2 separate regions of the Callithrix jacchus genome follow, and region 1 is linked to region 2. A link is a contact called in public Hi-C data. All regions are on one chromosome and are shown on one strand. The core of a region is the stretch at or near the end of the contact, and the rest is flanking DNA. Distances in the headings are between cores, read along the strand shown.

Region 1 (2,700 bases), core at 92-2,591, 180 kb before region 2:
CTTCCCAAGGCCACATTCCAGCCTGGGCTCCTCTCTCCTCTGCGCCTCACCATCTCACATCTGCACCTGGCTCTGACACACTGTAACCGCGGTCACCTCGGGCACAGGGCAGAAGCCAAGTGAGAGTCTGAATTACTGAGGACCCTTCATCTACTTAGGGGATAACTGCATCTTACTAGGAAACGTCAACCCAACGAAGAATAAAGTGCTTCCGAGACTACCAGCCAGTCCTTACGCTTCATAAGGAGAAAGCGGGAAAAGCCCCCTGAAGGTACTGAGGCTGAAAGCAGGCTTCTGCGCGGAGGGACGCCTGGCAGGGACGCACGGTGACTTATCAGTGGGACCACACACCAGTACGAAGTCAGCCGAGAGCATTTATGACTTTATTGCCTATTTCGAACACAATCGAAACCGATGTGGCCAGTTTCCCTTCAGCCCGTCAGGGACGCCTTCGCCCCAGGGCTTAACACTAAGTCCTACAAGATTTGCTCTGACCTGGACGCCGGATGGGGAGGGGGCACATCCGCACTCGAATCCAGCCCAACGCAGACAGCTGCGGATCGGCAACTGTCCGCTTGCCCAGATGCCCGGCAGGAGAATCGGACGAGACCCGGCCCGGGTGGGGAGGGCAGCAATCCCCGCCTGGCCCCTCTCCCGCCACCCCACCCCTCGCAGACCCGAGGACTCGGCCTGCACCTCCGGACCCCTCTCCGCCGCCACCCCCCAGGCCCCTCTTCCCGGGCCCGCCCCGAGGCGCGACCCATACCCCCCAGGGCCGCGGGTCGGGGACAGGCTCCCCGCGGCCACTCGGGCCCCGACGGCCCTCCCCGCCCGGGCCTCAGCGCGGCCCCGCCCGCCCGCGGCCTTGACAGCCCGGAAAGAGAGGAGGCGGCGCTGCCCGGCCGTTCCCGCGCCACGCAGCCCTTCCCGGCACCTCGCAGCTCCGCTGCGGCCGAGCCGCGGTCTCCCTCACGGCCGCGGGAAGGAGGACGGCGGGGCAGGGGCGGCCGCCGGCGCTGCACTCGGGCTCCGGGAAGCTGCAGCGAGCACTTCCGCTCCGTCCTGCACGGCACCGCCTCCAGGGCCCCCAAGATGGCGCGGGGGCGGGGCCGAAGGCTCCAACCATTTCCGCTTCCGGCGCAGAGGCGCAAGCCGTTGGCGGGCGTGCCTCTCGGCGGAAGACGCAACAGCGGCGGAAACGCACCGCGTGCACAGGCACAGCTGCGTCCTCTGGCTCCGGGTCCCGCTAGTTTCACTCCAGAGATTGCGCGAGCCCAGGGACTCGGCCCGTGGCCACACCCCCTTGCGACAAAGACCAATGGAAGCGTGCGTTGCTGGTCGTTAAGGAAACCCCGGCAGCAAGATGGCGGCAGCCGGCGAGGGCACCCAGAGTTCCCACGGGCCGCGCAGGGACCCGCCAAGGCGGCCGCCCCGGGACGGTAACAACTGCGGGCTACAGGGCGGGTCGCTGTCCTGGGCTCCGTTCGGGGTGCGATCGCTCTACGCCCTCGACCCCCAAGTGCTCACTTCGGAAAACGGAGGTCCAAGTGCAGCGGCGGAGCCGGGGCCACCCCCGCGTTCCCCACTCCCATCCAGAACTCACCTGGCGCCTACCCGGGTCCGGCTCTCACCCTTCCCCGAGCCCTCCTTCTGCAGCGGGTCCAGCCCTGCAGGCGGTCGCCCCCCGCGGGCTCCTAGCAGGGAAGGCCGGGTTCGGGCTGCAGCCTCGCAGCCAACCGGGCCCGGTGTTGCCATGAGAATCCCTAATCCCAGGACGCGGGGAGAGGGCAGGCGCAGGACCAGCACCAAGCCTCCTTCCTTCCTGGCCGGTGCTGTCTAGAAACTCGAGGATGCATTTCAAAAGCAGTTTTTGGCTGTACTCCTGGCACTTTGGATCACCTGAAGTCAGAAGTTTGAGACCAGCCTGGCCAACATGGCGAAACCCTGTCTCTACTAAAAATACAAAAATTAGCCAGGCGTGGTGGCGCTTGTAGTTCGAGCTACTCGGGAGGCTGAGGCCGGAAAATAGCTTGAACCCAGGAGGCGAAGGTTGCAGTGAGCTGAAATCGAGCCACTGCACACCAGCCTGGGTGGCAGAGCAAGACTCCGTCTCAAAAAAAAAAAAAGTAGTTTTTGATAGGAACTGTTCCTAGAATCAAATAAACGGGTCTGAAATGAACTCAGAGCTCACCCTAGTATCTTCAGGTAGAACCTTCCTGATTTCGGCATATACAGGAGCCTGTGGGAACCCCCTGCCCTCCCCCCCGACATTTTCCCATAAACCCTGCCCCCAAAATGTGCCTGGGAAGCTGGTGGGGAGGGAGCCTTGCCCCTTCCAGGAACTGCGGGAGTTGGCTGGCACACTCAGCAACTGAGTGGAAAGAGATGAAGCTGGCCAGGTCCTCCTTGGGTATGAGTGTGGATTTTGTCCCCTAAGGATAGGAGGCCCCTGAAGGGTCACAGCAGGGAATGGAAGGGCCTGCTCCTCCCCTGTGTGCCCTCACTGACTCTGCTCCTGTGCCTTCCCCTGGCTCACTCATCCCCTCTGCAACAAGGCTCCCCACCTCCCCCTCCTGAGCACCTCTGCTCTCTCAAGGGCCTGCACTTGTTTCAACCCAGCCCTCCTCTCGCTGGGCCTGTCTTCTCTGCACCAAGTAGGTGCTCATCCTTGTCCCATAAACACATGAGCAAATGGATGGA
Region 2 (2,700 bases), core at 134-2,633:
CCTTGCAGACCGTGGTAACACTTCCAGGGGAGACCTAGAAGCTTGGAGCTGAAGCCCGGGCAGCCGAGACTGATGGGGAACCCTGGACACTGGAGTTTGGGAGCGCTTGGTCAGCTGGCACCTGCCATGTGGTGAACATGGAGCCGTGGAGATTCCACAGCTGGGTTTCTCTGCCTGAGAGCAGGCCCAGTCACCAGGCACCTCCCACAGGGCCCCCTGAGACCACACTGCCTGCAGCAGCCTCCCTAGACCCCCAGGCAGCACTCAGGACTGCATCACCACTTGCTTGCCCATGTTTCGGGGCCTGGGGGTTGGTGCCTCCGTCTTGTTCTGCTGGGAGCCTCCAGCATCTAGAACAGAAATGTATGCTGAAGAAAACCACTCATGGAGGGAGTGGGGACCCCCTGTCAGTCCAGGCCCTGCTCCTGACCCCTGCCCTGAACACCCACCCATGGCCTCCAGGCCAGGGCCACTTGGAGGACATGCGCCACTTGCGTGACCTGGGTTCAGGGCTTGGCCCCACAGCTGAGTTCTGGAGGGAGGGAACAGGGCCTGGTGGGGAGTGGGAACAGCTAGGGAGCCCTGCAGAAGGGGTGCCCAGCATGGCCCCAAAACTGCTGGGGCTGGGCAGGGCAGAAACTGCCACAGAGTCCCACAGCCCTGAGTGGTGTCTGGCAAGGGCCCCTGACCCTGATCCCTGTAGACTCCAGCCCTTCTGGGATGGGGGTGGCCACTCCAGGGCCCAGTGGGGCCCAGGCAAAGGCAAGCGGCCTGAGCACAGCCAGGTGTGGCACGAGGGTGCCTGAGCGTCTGCTGCCACCAAGTGGCCGACTTTGAGGTCGCAGAGCCCAGGGTCCAGGCAGGAAAGCCCCCCGGGGTCCTAGTCCTGGCTCGGCCTTGAGGCCCCAGTGAGCCACCTAGACTTTGTCACTTCGCCTCTTGTTTCTTGGCCAAGGAGCTTGAGCTCCCCGCCTTTTGTAAAGCGACGGTGGTGGCGACGGCGGATTTCAAGCTTTATTTACTCCTGGAGTGGTCCTGGAAGGGGAGGCGGCTCCGCAGAGCCGGAAACGGCGGGGAGCTGTGGGGTGCAGCCGGGAGGAGGCAGGGCCCGGGCGGGCCGGACGGCCGTCGGGGTAACGGATGGGGCTCTGGCCCAGGGCTGCCTGGACGGAAAGGCGGGGCACGGGCAGGGCTCCCTCACCGGGCCTCCGCCCCACCCCAGGCCCCCTTCTGCGGTGCTGGACGAAGGAACCCTGGCCTCGGTTTCCTGCAGCCTGGGATCAGGGCCCCCGGGGTTCCGACTGTCTCGGAGGGGACACCTCACCGCAGAGTCGGGGGCGAGGCCTGGAGGCCGGGCAGGGGCGGGGCCTGCGCTCACTTCCGTCCGGCGCGCAGCTCCGATGGAGGCGGCGCGGAGGCCGCGGCTGGGGCTGAGCCGTCGGAAGCCGCCCCCGGCGGGCGGGTGAGGCCGGGGCTGGGCGGGGGCGCGGCCGGTTTTCCCACTCCCGCGTGCTTCCCGGAGCCCCCGCGGGCCTCCCACTATCTTCTCCCGGTGGGGAAGGCTCCCGCCCCGGGTCCTCCGCCACTCCGCCCCGCCATTCAGCTCCCGCCTCCAGCCCCCACCCCACCCCGAGGTTCCCCCGCGCCGCCCCAGGCCCTGCCCCATCATCGCGTCCCCACCGAGGGCCCCCATCTCCCCCTCTACCTTCCCCCTCTATCTTCCCCAGGCCCTTCGCAGTCTCCCCCAGCATCGTCTCATCCTGCCGAGGACCCCCACATATCCACCCCTCCACCGCTCCCCCGACCCCATTACCTCTCATCTTTTCACTGTCTGCTCTAGCAGGCCCTCCCCCAACCCTGCCCGCTGTCTCCCCACCATGGAATCTCCCTCTAGTGCCCCCTATCTCCCCGCTCTCTGCTACAGGCCCTCCCCGGCCTCCCCCACCATAGCATTTCCCCTGCTGACTACCCCCATCTCCCTTTTCTGTCCGCCCCAGGCCTTCTGGCGACCGTCCCTGGTTTCTCCTGGGGGGTGACGAACGGGAGCGGCTCTGGGTCGAGCTGCTGCGCACCGTGAGTCCAGAGCTGAGCCTGGATGAGGAGCTGCCTCCACTGCCCGCCTTCCCTGGACAGGTGTGTCCACCAGGCCCATCGGAGTGGCGGAGGGGTTTCCAGGGTGGGGGCCACCGCTGGGGCAAGACCCAACCGCTCTGTTGCAGGAGCGCAGCTGCAGCCCGGGACCCACTGAAGTGTTCACTGTGGGACCCAAGACCTTCTCTTGGACGCCCTTTCCACCGAACCTGTGGGGCCCTGGCTGCTCCTACCGGCTGCTTCGCAGGGCAGGAGGGCACCTGGAATCTCCTGACAGGTCCCCTCCCCAGCACCCGACACCTGATCTGTGCAGGGCACCCAGTGTGGAGCCGAAGCCATCTGTGGAGGGTGCCACAGTCCTGCACAGCTGCCCTATGTGCCAGAAGGAGTTCGCCCCCGGGTGAGTGAGCCACCCCTGAGCCTGGCGGGTTACCCATTACCGTTTGGAAACCACAGCCCTTTGGAAGGCCAAGAGGTGGCTGAGCTCAGTGCTGGCTTTTAAAGCCCTTTCACACCTGGCAAGGTGGCCTGGTGCCGTGACCTGACATGTCCCATGGCTCTCTGTCACGGGTCTGGGGTCCACCTGCTGTCTGTGCTCTGGGGCCAGGG

The links. Hi-C and Micro-C count contacts between places; a contact is called where the count stands out from the background.
Region 1: a Hi-C map of skeletal muscle shows a contact between it and region 2, with 5 times the contacts expected there. The contact joins the promoter of MORN1 here to the promoter of FAAP20 in region 2. A contact is called at or near these places in 2 of 3 Hi-C or Micro-C datasets (both in skeletal muscle).

What each region holds. Positions count from the first base shown.
Region 1 is chr7:40,430,801-40,433,500 of calJac240_pri, reverse strand. MORN1 (MORN repeat containing 1) reads left to right here and starts at 1,341. Exons shown (of 14, transcript XM_035307449.2): 1 at 1,341-1,439. The coding sequence starts at 1,364. It overlaps RER1 (retention in endoplasmic reticulum sorting receptor 1), which reads right to left and starts at 1,955. Exons shown (of 7, transcript XM_009000278.5): 1 at 1,604-1,955. The coding sequence starts at 1,755.
Region 2 is chr7:40,248,266-40,250,965 of calJac240_pri, reverse strand. FAAP20 (FA core complex associated protein 20) reads left to right here and starts at 1,383. Exons shown (of 4, transcript XM_078330083.1): 1 at 1,383-1,462; 2 at 1,998-2,133; 3 at 2,220-2,491. The coding sequence starts at 1,401.